Regions from separate parts of the Mus musculus genome. Here regions 1 and 3 are each linked to region 2. Evidence: chromatin contacts called from public Hi-C data. All regions are on one chromosome and are shown on one strand. Each heading gives the region's core, a stretch centred on a gene start, on an enhancer-like site or on the middle of the called end of the contact. The rest is flanking DNA. Distances are from core to core; before and after follow the strand shown.

Region 1 (3,973 bases), core at 1,299-3,798, 100 kb after region 2:
TGCAAACTTTATATACCCCAGTACAGGGGAACGCCAGGGCCAAAAAGTGGGAATGGGTGGGTAGGGGAGTGGGGGGAGGGTATGGGGGACTTTTGGGATAGCATTGGAAATGTAAATGAGGAAAATACCTAATAAAAAATATAAAACAAACAAACAAAAAACAATAAAGGAACTTCTGGCAGAATCACCATCCCTGACCTCAAGCTGTACTACAGAGAAATAGTGATTAAAAACTGCATGGTACCAGTACAGCGACAGACAGGTAGATCAATGGAATAGAATTGAAGAACCAGAAATGTAGCCACACACCTATGGTCACTTGATTTTTGACAAATAAGCTAAAACCATTCAGTGTGAAAAAGACAGCATTTTCAACAAAAGGTGCTGTTTCAACTGGCTTGGGTTTTTTGAACTGATACTAAGCATTTTTTTGTCATTTTAATTCTATGCATTTAATCAAAACAAAATTTTCAGCTTTGACAATTATAACCAAAGTAATGTTTAATGTTAAATGTCCTATAGAATAAAACAGTCAACCAAATTTAAGTTGTATTATGTAAAAACAGGTACATCTATCTCATTATGCAATTATCTTTATTACATGCTAAAATTATAAATAAAAATTATTTTATTAAAATAAAATAGAATTATTTATTAAAATTATTATATTAAAATTAATAAAAATAATCAAAGCTCTTACTTTTGTACCTAGGTATAGGGTGTCAAGACATCTGCAATTTATCATTTATGTATATGTGGGAGTATGGGCTCACGTGTGGATGTCTGAAGACAGCTTTGGGGAATCATTTCTCTGCTTCAACCTTACTGAGACAGGATCTGCCTTGGCTCCTGTCTCAGGCTCCCATCTCTCAGCAGGCATCCTAGGATAAATTCTGTGTGCCAGAAATCTGGCTTCTGAGGACAGCAAGTTAGTCAGTTCCTTCTTTTATAGTTGAGCCATCCTGTCAGCCCCAAATTTTAGTTTCAAATGAGTGACTCAGAAAAACAATGCGTATCCCTATAAGAGGGTGGCAGAGAAATGATTGCAACTTTACACACCAAACCTTGTGGAAGATGCATGTCGTGTGTGGCTGTGTATGAGTTGGTGTAAAAAAAAAAAAATCCATGAGTGGGTGGGTGTTATGAACCATAAAATAAATACGAAGCAAAGCTGAATTCAATGTGTACTGCTTTTTCTTTTCAACATCTTTGTAGTTTTTTCAAAAGTTTCCAAACAAAGGGAAATGCTTTGTAAAGCAAGGGAGAGAGGAGAAAAAGATGATCACTTGGCCCAAATCTCCAGTCACCAGATTACTGAAGAACGTTTGGGGAAGACCAAGATGGAGCCGAGTAGGCTGGAGAAGAACGCTCCATAATGGGTCCGGGACACCAGATGAATTATATTCCTTACAGGCAAAGCTCCTGAACACTCACCGTCCTAAATCTTATTTTTATATGGCACACATTTAGAAAATTTAGGAGTGTCCTGGAAAGTTATAACAGCTGGTGTGCGAGTGTTGGGCCCTGGGGCTGGGGGGCGGTTGAATGTCTGAGGAATTCCAAGGCTCTGGAGAAGTGTTTGAGAGCATGGCCCCAACTGCCTGGGAGCTCTCAATGTGAGAAACAAGTCACACTGGACAGGGCCTGACAGATGTTATAAAGGGGTGGTGTTAAGTGACTTTTTCAGGATATTAAACCAGCATCCTAGCTGGCAGGGAAAAAAAAAAAAAAAAAAGAATTGTCACTGACATTGTGTCAGCCAATGGAGACGTGGCTGCTACTCTCTGAGCTCTGGGAACCATTATACACGGGCGATCGATAGGCTCTCAGGCTGGAACCTAAATAATGATTTCTAATAAAACCTATTTTAGACTGTTTGGGCTAGAGAATAGAGACAAGTCACCAAACATAATGTACTTAAAGCCAGCCACCCCCTCCCTTTCTCTCTTTTTAAAGAGATGAATAATGGACGAGAGATCTGGCGATAAGGCAAGAAGGGGGGGGGGGGTGAAAGGCCTTTTGGTGCTGGCCAATCTGCTTAGCTAATGGCTGTAAACGGACACCCCTAATGAAATAAAAATGTCTCAGTTCAAGTACATAGCTGTGCGGTTGTTAGCCACGCTGAACTCTGGCTGAGGTCCTGGTGATGGGTACTAAGCAACTGGCCGACAGTTTCCCATGGCTCCCTCTCTTCCTAGACCCTCGTTGAAAAGCAAATTAAAAAAAAAAAAGATGGAGATCGTGCCCCCACATTAAAGGACAGTAGCAGCCCAATTTTCCTCAGGAGAAGCAGTGTGCTCGGTCATTTTTGTCTCTTGTCCCTGCATGCCTGTGAATGGTTTAATTTACATCCCAGAGTCTAAGGCTGGTGGTCAGTCGTGGGCAGGTTGCACTGTTTAGAAGGCAAATTCGAGACAAGAGGGGCCTGTGCTTGATGGGAGCTTGTCTCAAGCCCCTCCGCGTTCCCTCTTCCTCTGACCTGCTACTTCAGCCAGGAGGAGAAGCCCTGTCCAAATGTGCTAAGATGAGATGGCTGTGGTTAAACTGGTTTCCCCCACTCGCCCTGCCCTCGCAGCTCGCAGTTGTCTGATTTCAATCAGCGGCAGTTCCTTGCACATGTCCCACCATCAATCTCTGCCGCCCCTGGATGAGTGTGGCACAACACAGGGCCGCGTTCCAGTGAAAAAAAAATAGCCTTTGCCGCAGCTTTCCGTCTTCAGCCACTGATAAGTATGCCTTTGATATTTTTATTAAAAAAGAAAGAAAACACATTGGGAAATATGTTTCATTTCTTATGGCACAGACCAAAGCCCCTGAGGCCGAAGGGGATTGAGGTCCGTTGAGTGGGAAAACAGACAAGACAGAGCTGAGCTCCGCTTTGAGAGCTGTGCCAGACAGAAACGACCTACCCATGAAACAGGAGCCCTACAGTGTCTATAAGGGTGCACCCATATAGCCAGCAGCCATTTTTCACAAACAGCAACAGCCTCATAATTCTTCTCCAGCCAGGGCCTTGTATCCAGTGGCAAAGACATTTGGAAAGCATAAATCCCAGCCCCAATTCTCATATTCTGTCACGCTCACTGGCTGGGTTGGGGCATCTTGCTGAACTTAACAGTGTTTGCTGTGTCATTGCAGCACTGGATGTAGAAAGGCAGGTGTTGGGACAGAAGTGGGGACAGTGTGGGACACTGGGAACGTATTGTTGTGACGAAGGGTGATCATGGCTGGGCTCCTGAAAATGCTTGCCCAATTAGTCACCTCAAAGTGATGACCCAGTAAATAGTCTTCTTGTTTAGCTGTCTGTTTTAAAGTAGGCTGTTCCAGTTTCAAGGGTCCACTTACTTTCCTGGAAGAGTCACTGAGAACTGTTGTAGGCACAGAGAGGTAGACACGCTGGTCCTTGGGTATCCCTTCTGCCACCCCTATTGTGTATCTCTGATGCTAAGGAGAAGGTGATCTGGGAAGGATCGATTTTAGTTGGGTTCAAAACCATCATGAAATTTTGGGGGGTGTGGTCTGTGTATCACATGCATGCAGTGCTCGAAGAGGCCAGAAGGGGGCATTAGATCTCTGGAACTAAAGTCACAGGTGATCATAGCCACCATGTGGATGCTGGAGATCTAACCCAGGTCCTCAAGAGCAGCCAGTGCTCTTAACCACTGAGCCATCCCTCCATGTCCTATCACCACCATCACCACCACCATCATTGCTAATCTGTCTCTCTGTCTTTCTCTCTCTGTCTCTCTGTCTCTGTCTGTGTGTGTGTGAGAGAGAGAGACAGAGACAGAGACAGAGACAGAGACAGAGAGATAGATAATGAGAACCTGTGGAGTCCAGAGAAAACTTCAGGTGTTGTCTGTCTTACCTTCCTCTCTCTTTCTCTCTGCTGCATGCTTCCAGCTAACTGGTCTGTGAGCTTGTAGGGATCCTCAGGTTCCCATCTTCTGTCATCTGTAGGAGCGCAACATGC
Region 2 (3,908 bases), core at 144-2,643:
CAGAAACCAAAACACACGCCACGCGCTTGGTGAGCCGCCACCTAGGTTGTCCCCGCGCGGGGATGCGCGCCTTCCACGGGGGCCCTCGAGTTCAGGAGGCTCCCTGAATGGTCCCTGCGTTGTCCGGGAGAAAAGGAGAAGGCCACGCCGATCCCACCCAAACCGCAAACCCCGTTAGTCTCCCAGGAACTTGAAAGATGTGAGCTGAGGCGCTAACATCCCAAACAAGGGGACGGTGGCAAAAATCAAACTGCACTCCCTTAGTTTTGCCACCGCTCTGCCACCAGGCTCAGTCAAAACCTCCTTGTTTCTTTCAGAGAGATTGCGAATCTCGAATACAAAGAAAAAAGGAAAAGAATTTAGTGCTAATAGAAAAATAAAATGAAAAGTTTGGGGTTGCTGTGGCTTGCAAAACGAAACGGGCTCACACAGTCTGTCTCCCAGTCACAGATGACCAAGCTCTACAAGCGTTTAGAGTGCCAAGGCCACCCCAGATCCAGTGAGCTCTGAGAGAAACCTGCTCGCCCCAGCCTGGTCCTTGGCTTTGGAGAAGTTAGAATTGCTCCTCAGCATCCGCTCCTGGAGCCAATGAACGCGACTCCTCTGACAAGGCGCCTCTAATTTCACAGACCCTGGCACACTGCAAGAGACATTCGTCCACGCCACGTAAAAACCATTAAAGTGACCCCCCCCCCCTGTTTAGACTGCGACCGGTACCTGGAGACCAGGGCTTGGCCTCTGGGTACACGCGCTCCCGGCCTCACGCAAACCCAGGCGCCCACGGCTCTCCAAGGGACACTGAGTGAGGCAGCACCCTTACTCCACGTAGCAGGTCATCACAAAGTATTAAATGTCACCGGGTGGGAGTGGGAAGAGTCTGGTGTAAGCTTCCCGGGCGACAGGGAACAGGGTGCAGGCAGGTAGGATCCGCACCCGGGGACGACGCGAGACTCACTCAGGTCCTGTGGCGCTAGACAAGAGGGGTTACTGGGGACCAGGTCGTTGAGGGTCTTCCTGGGCGAGCGTACCACTGAGGTCCTAGGGACCCTGGCCATGGGACACTGCTGTTGGATCATCGGGGAGAACTCCGAGGCTCACACACTCTCCCTGCGCGCGACCTCCATCCCCAGATCCCCATTCACGCACTACAAAGTGTCTAGCTAGCACTTTCTAGGGGACAGTTTGGGGGAATCATCCAAATCTGGACACACCTCCCCCCTCCATTGGACTTCAAAAACCGGGTCGGATGAAGAGAGGACACTCACCTCTGGCGGCCCGGACCGCCTTGGACTCCCGAAGTTCAATTGTCTGTCCCAGCCAGTGATCTGCGGGTCCGATCTACGTATTTACTCGCTTTCCTTCCAGTGTCTAAGTTTTCCCTTCGCGCTGTGTCTCTGGTAAAAACAGGACATCCCTTTCGGCCACCCCCAACAAATAGCTTACACAAGTGGGGGAGAAACAGGGCGGGGTGGGGGAGCCGGCTGCGAGGGGGGGGGGGGGAGGACGAAAGGAGCCGAACCAAAGTCCGAGCAGCCGAGCGGCGTTAGCGAGCAGAAGAAAAGAGAAAGCGCGCGCGCGCCGGGTGGCCGGGCGTCCCTCCGCAGGTCCCCGCCGCTCAGTCCCCTCTCTAGGGCGCCGACCGGGAAAGGTTTGCGCGCAAGCCGGGAGCCGCCGGAGCGTGCGCCGCGCCGCGGGCAGCCTCTCCCTAGCGCGCGGAGCTGGAGCCTAGAGGCAGGAGGCGGGATGTGGGGGGGTTGGGGGGGGACGTCGCCGCCTGCGTCCTGGGGCTAGGGTGGCCGCTGGGGGCCTCCCGGCAGGCCGCCGGAAGAGCAGGAGATCTTGGCGGGCGCAGAAGCCCTCTCTTTTTATTCGATCTCTGGAAACTGCCTGTTATCATCGGCTTTTTTTTTCTTTTTTGAGGTCTCGCGTGGGGGGACCTCCGGGGCTCCCCGGCTCTGCGCGTCTCTGGTGGCGCCGCGGTAATCTCCGCGCCCTCTGCGCCGCCTCACCCCGCCCCCACCCCGCCTGGCGCTGGCCACCGAGGCCTTTAGACTGAAGGGACCAGCCCGCCACCGGGCTCCTCGGTCCCCCACCTGCTTCTGGGCGGCGGTCCCCTAACTACCCTGTGCGAGCTACAGGCCCTCAGTCGGACTCCTTGCCACTTACCCCAAGAGAGGAGGCAGAAGGGACTCTAGTCCACTTGCAACAAAGTTAAACGCCAACTGACACCAGCCCAAAGCTTGCTCTGGATTTAGGAAAGAGCTTTTTCCTGGAGATGGAAGCGATGAAGGAGTTAGCAGCGTGCAGACGGGCAGCACTGGGAAGTGCCTGGGCCCCTTCCAGGCCGGGCGCAGCTATAGGCGCCCCTCCCAGGCGCCCAAAGGTCAGACTGCAGTGACTTCCAAAGGCCAGTCAGAACTGCTCAGGGCACACTGCTGAAATGGCATTTTGAGCCTATGCCTTCTGTTGATGTCTTTTGTACCTACATTGGATTTCATATTTCACAGACAAATATAAATATCACACTCTTGGACCAAAGCAAAGACAATCCCCAAATATTACTCCCATATAACCCCACCTTTCCCTAAAGCCCATTGTCTCCATCAGTAACATCTGTCCTGATACTTTGATAATGTGTATCAACTCATTTTGAATTTATTGTCAGTTGCTGTACTGCTCACTTGTGGTTCACGCGTGTTTGTTTAATTAATTTCCTAATAGTTATTAAAGCTGTATAAAAGATAACCAAGGCCCAAAGAAATCAAAATAATTTTTCCCAAAGAAAATCAAGTCATCTCTAGCAACAACGCTGCCTTAGATATGGCCATAGGGATGAAAAAAAAAAAAAAACCACTCCACTTCGAAGAAAATCTAGTTTTAATATTTTTATCAACTAAATGATATTCTGGACTTTTTTCAGAAACAAATTTCATCCTTCACTTGAGCTTGGTTTTATGTTACTAACAGGAGCCCTGAACTCTAGTTTAAAAGGAAAATCCATGCTGAATATTTGTTTTTAATGAGCGGGGCATTGTCTACAATGATTAAGAGGAAATGGAAAAGATGCTGGGGCTTTAAATTTAAGCTGATAAAGGTAGTGTCTTCCCTCTGCTTGCTTATTGGCTGTTTCTCCCACAGATCAGTTTCAGGGAGCTTGAGCCAGGCCAGGCCTAACTTCCCCCTTTCTGGCTCTCTGAGTGGAAGGGTTTCTGGTGGTGCTTTGCAGCCTTGGGAGCATTACCCAGAGTGCATTCCTGCGATGGAGAGGAGCACCGGTTAGTATACACTCAAGGGACATCAGCAACAAGAAAACCTCAATTATTTTGTTGTCTCCAGTTCATAGTTCAAAGTGCTGTATTGTCGGTTGGTTGGATGTTTTTGTCCACGTGACAAAGCTGAGATTCGAATGAGTCTGTATACATCCCAATCTATATTTTTAGCCTCTGGGATGCTTTCAGTAGTTGTGGTTGTCAAAAAAAAAAAAAAAAAAAGCAGCCATTCTTTTCGATACAGCATGCATGCCAGTGGCTCAAATAAGAGACTATAACAGTTAATCTGTTGGTGTCAGACTCCTCCATGAATATAGCAACTAAGACTAGAGTAGCATTCTCCTCAAAAGTGAGCAAGCATCCATTTCCTTTTGGTACAAGACTTCATATTTTGACTTTATCTCTTAAAAGGATGGAAAGATTTTTTTCTTTTTCTTTTTCTCCCCCCCCCCCCCCCCAACAGGATTTCTCTGTATAGCCCTGGCTGTCCTGGAACTCACTCTGTAGACCAGTCTGACCTTGAACTCAGAAATCTACCTGCCTCTGCCTCCCAAGTGCTGGGGTTAAAGGTGTGAGCCACCACACCTGGCTAAAATTTAAATTTAAATAAAACTCGATGTTTTAATAAAAATTGGGGGA
Region 3 (4,166 bases), core at 274-2,773, 65 kb before region 2:
GATCTGCCAGGGGGGAGACTTTGAGTTAAAGCTCAGTCTTCCTTTCATTAAGGATTTCATCTTAGAATGACTTGTCTGTTCTTCCATTTTTCAGCCATAGCCATGAGGAGAGTGGCCTTGTCCTATCATGCCTGTCTAACAGAGATGCTACCAAAGGCTCAAAACAGTCAGTCTAAGAGCTGTTGACTGACTTTAAGTCCTTAGAGATGTGCGAGTTAGCTTTCCACTGTGATAATGAATAGCTGACTTAAGGGAGTCAAAAAATGCAGCAAAGTTTCACATGATTGCCAATACATATTAGAATATGAAGTGAATCTCCATTATATCTACATGGCTATTAACATTTGTTGAGTAAAAAAATAAAACCACTAGTATTTGAAGAGAGTTAGTGAAGGGAGAGTTAGGGAAAGATGTCGCCACCCAGACAGGAACATCAGCAGGTCCTCAAACCTTGCTGGGGTTTGCAGGATCCCAAGGAGAAGGCAAGTGTGCTTGTCATAGTGTGCCTGGCTGATCTTCCCAGCTTGTGTCAGAGCTGCTGCTGTCATTTCAGAAGACCCTGTGACTGTGAGGGCTACTTTCTTTTTACGTTACAGCCCTGGCTGCTGCCATATTACAATATGAATATCTATCATGGAACACATCCTTTCCATAGGGAAAATCTAAACAGTAGTAAAACAAAAATGATTCTTAAATATGGAGATGGGAATCAGTTCCTGTCCTGGCCATTACTAAGGGCGAGTCTCTCAGCCCATCCTGGTGTCCTATGCCTGCTGCTTGGGTACAGAGTTTAAACTCAGTTCTTTTGTTTCAGAGCCATGTGTGTAGCATTTTTAATCAGTTGTGTGTTGTGTGCATCTCTTACACTATTGAGGGAGGATTTTAGCAAATATTCCAGATTTCAGACCATCTCACAGCAAGATCTCACATGGAGGCAGTTTTTATTCTGGCCCAGGATTTTTCCATAAAATTGTTAGTTTTTGTACAATTTCACAACTGAAACCCAAAGTGTGTGTGTGTGCCTGGAGAAGCACTGCACCTGCAGGGTAAAAATTGTCCTGAGCGGGGGAAAAACTTTCAACTGCCCTGAAGACAGCTGTAACATTTAGTGAGGTAAGAAGTACTAGAAAAATATTCTAGAAACAAAACCAGGCTGCTATGGCTGCTGTTCTGCAGCTACCCTGATGACCTAGATGCTTTGGCCAAATGTGGTTTAGTGGCATCGAAACTGAAAGTCACAGTGAATCAGGAATCACAGATCCGTATTGTTTTGGAGGGTTCCACCCACCTTCATCTCCAACAAGCTGGCTTCTCTCCAGGTGGGTAGATTTTTTTTTCTCAGTTTAAACATGTGCCACCCCCCCCCACCCCGTGGGAGTAGCTATGGAGATACCACAGTTTATATAGAATGATCTTTAAAGTTGTATGAGAAAGTCAGCCACCAGCCCAAATTACACACTTGTAATGGAGGGAAAACAGGAGGACTTCTGAGGTTGGTACTCTGTGGATTCCAGTTTCAGCTAGAAGTTTCCAATGGCTGGGAGAAAATCTACCCACCAACTACCAAAACGAGGAGCTATGGAGTACTTTATATTTTCCCATAAAACATTTTATAGGCTAAAAATGTGTAACAGTTAAATATGGTGAAGATAATAAAATAGAAAGAAAAAATTAACCATTTTTAACATTAGCATTTTATTAATATTGTACTTCTATTGCCATGTTAACTGAAGTGTAGTTGAGAAATGTGGTTTGAGTGACTAAAATATTACCGTGAAGAAGGCATTTTACTACTGTCCCCAGAGATTAAAAAGAAAGAAAAAAAAAACCTCAGTGTTTTATTATTATGTAGGAAATTTTGTCCTCTTGATAAAATGAAAGTAGGTATGTAAGCATGCATGCTTTTGTGAAAATTGCACCAACAATAGTTAGCTCTGGCATGCTCATCAGTGGAAGAAGTTAGTATGGCTAGCCTAAAAAAAAATAAAATTAATGCCAGAGAGGGTCCCATTTCTTTTTCTACAAATAGAAATTTGTCTTTAGGCTTCTTTTAAGTACAAATTTAAATAATCCTTCTAAAATGCACGAATAGAAACCAATACCAGAAACTGGAAATTCTGCAAGTATTCACTGTGGCTGTCGTAACTTTTGTGCAAGATGCACCAGTCTCAACACCCAGCAGCACGCAGTCACACATAGGGGCATTAGCTACTACTTACATTTCCCTCATGTACGTCTTTCAAAGCTTAGCATTAAAGAGGTAATGCTGAAATAATCCTTCAGGTTTTGAACTCCAGTTCAGAAGTTGTGTGTAATTTGTGTGAGATAAATAACTAGCCAGGGTTTCTGCTTTCTTCACACTCACCGCACATACCAAAATCAAAAGCGCCACTCAATATTAACATAAAACCAGGCCAACGTTCCACTGCTGAAAAACGTGATTTTAATCCATGCAAAGTGGTGCATGCCTGTAATCCCAGCACTAGGAGAGCTGAGGCAGGAATACCAAAAGTTTGAGCCAAGCTTTGGATCCACACCAAGCTCCTGCCCCTGTCCACAAACATGCTTCTTAATGTAGAAATAGTCTTTAAAATACAGCCTTTCAATATAGTGTAGTAGGGGCTTTTCTTATATAAAGAAACTTACTTTGAAAGATGAATAATAAGCATTCTAACAAAGCCTGGCTTGGAATGCTAGAAAAGTATGACATCATGGCATCAGAGGGATCTTTATGGAAAGGATGCAAGGTTCTCTGTATGTGTGTCTGTGTGTGTGTGTGTGTGTTACTGTATCTGAAATACCCTTAGTTTCTAGTTATCTTACAAACACAGATATGAGGTCAGCTCAACAGGAATAAACAACTCTTCCTCCAAAGTTCTCCTTCCGCCCCAAAGAGCCCATATATTCATGCAATTGACGTGATCCTAGTGTAGCCCATGTACATCTGCTAAGCTGATTTCTCAGCAGCCTTGAAACAATTAAATGGGTGAAAATGTAGTGAACAATGTCCAGAGCTAGCAGCTATTTAAGGAAAAGAAACCAGAGTTACTGCAGATCTTTTTGTAACAAACAAGAGAAAACATAGTTCCAAATTATAGTATAAAAATAAATTATTAAGAGCCAAATGTATCTGGCTAACTAGATTTTGGTTGTAGTAGTTTGCAATTGGATACTGAATTTGTTTGGGTTTTTCCAATTGAACAGCAATAATTAGTACCAGAAAGATTTACAACTAATTAAATTATCCCAATTTGCATCCTTTTTTTTTCAACCAAGAATATATACAAACCATAGACCCACCAGGATAAAGTTCCCTTTTAAAGGAACAGTTTTTCAACCTAAATTTTTCATCTAAAGTAATGGCAGTGATTATTAAATGTAAATCAAAGTGAGGCATATATAACAAATACCAGAGACTCAGTTCCTCCTTCATGTATAGTGTTGTAAAAATACATATAACCTACAAGACATCTCCTAAGCCCCAGCAAGGAGGATGCTTGGCCTGAAACACATACCCCTACTCCAGAGGCTGAGGAATAGTGTGTTACTACCATACAGCAATGGAAAAATTTTCACCTCCCTAAAACAAAATTTACCATCAAATTCTTTCTTCCCCATACATTCTTATATACACAGCACACATAAACACACACACACACACACACACACACACACACACACACACACACACACACAGAATACGACTTCTGTCCTTAAGAAAGGAAAATGAAGGTGAGAAGAGGAAGAGGTGGTGGGGAAAGTGGGTGCTCACGATTTGTTAGGAGGAAGGCCCTTTCTTGTGAGCTACTGCACGGAGAGCTGAGGATACCGAGAAGCATCTAGTGAGCATCTAAAAAGCTAGATGAAAGGCTGTTGAATTGTTCGTCTTAAAGAAATGCTAAATATTTAAAGAGGTAGTTGCTTGAACTGATTTAAACAGTACAAAATGTATCCAAATAGGGAAACAGTAGATGGTACCACTGTAAACGTATACAATGATCATGTTTGTGTGTCACTTAAAAGTACATAAAAACAGGAGTAAAATAAGCCAAGGGGAATATAGTAAGTTTCAAACATTGCAGATTATGTTTTATGAATAATTCTATACATAACCACAGAGAACCCTACTACACAAGGGATGGTAAGTAAATGCAAAATAGCATTAG

The links. A called contact is a pair of places that touch in the nucleus more often than the background predicts.
Region 1: a contact with region 2 is called in a Hi-C map of myocytes, with 6 times the contacts expected there. The contact joins the enhancer-like site here to the promoter of Eya4 in region 2. A contact is called at or near these places in 6 of 484 Hi-C or Micro-C datasets (the C2C12 cell line, muscle stem cells, myocytes and 1 more).
Region 3: a Hi-C map of muscle stem cells shows a contact between it and region 2, with 1.6 times the contacts expected there. The contact joins the enhancer-like site here to the promoter of Eya4 in region 2. A contact is called at or near these places in 4 of 39 promoter capture datasets (the 3T3-L1 cell line, 3T3-L1-derived adipocytes and stem cell-derived epiblast-like cells), 6 of 484 Hi-C or Micro-C datasets (the C3H10T1/2 cell line, the MC3T3-E1 cell line, embryonic fibroblasts and 2 more) and 1 of 9 other capture datasets (adipose tissue).

The regions. Positions count from the first base shown.
Region 1 is chr10:23,447,628-23,451,600 of GRCm38.p6, forward strand. No RefSeq gene overlaps it. Among named protein-coding and RNA genes, the nearest start is that of Eya4, 100 kb to the left of the region's middle. Within about 2 kb of position 2,549, at least 22 of the 459 cell types and tissues checked have an H3K27ac peak or open chromatin away from gene starts, as enhancers often do. A contact at or near this core is called in the C2C12 cell line, muscle stem cells and myocytes, where this site is marked.
Region 2 is chr10:23,348,497-23,352,404 of GRCm38.p6, forward strand. Eya4 (EYA transcriptional coactivator and phosphatase 4) reads right to left here and starts at 1,394. Exons shown (of 19, transcript NM_001347372.1): 1 at 1,266-1,394.
Region 3 is chr10:23,283,813-23,287,978 of GRCm38.p6, forward strand. All of the region lies in intron 2 of Eya4 (EYA transcriptional coactivator and phosphatase 4), which reads right to left. Among named protein-coding and RNA genes, the nearest start is that of Eya4, 64 kb to the right of the region's middle. Within about 2 kb of position 1,524, at least 9 of the 459 cell types and tissues checked have an H3K27ac peak or open chromatin away from gene starts, as enhancers often do. A contact at or near this core is called in the C3H10T1/2 cell line and muscle stem cells, where this site is marked.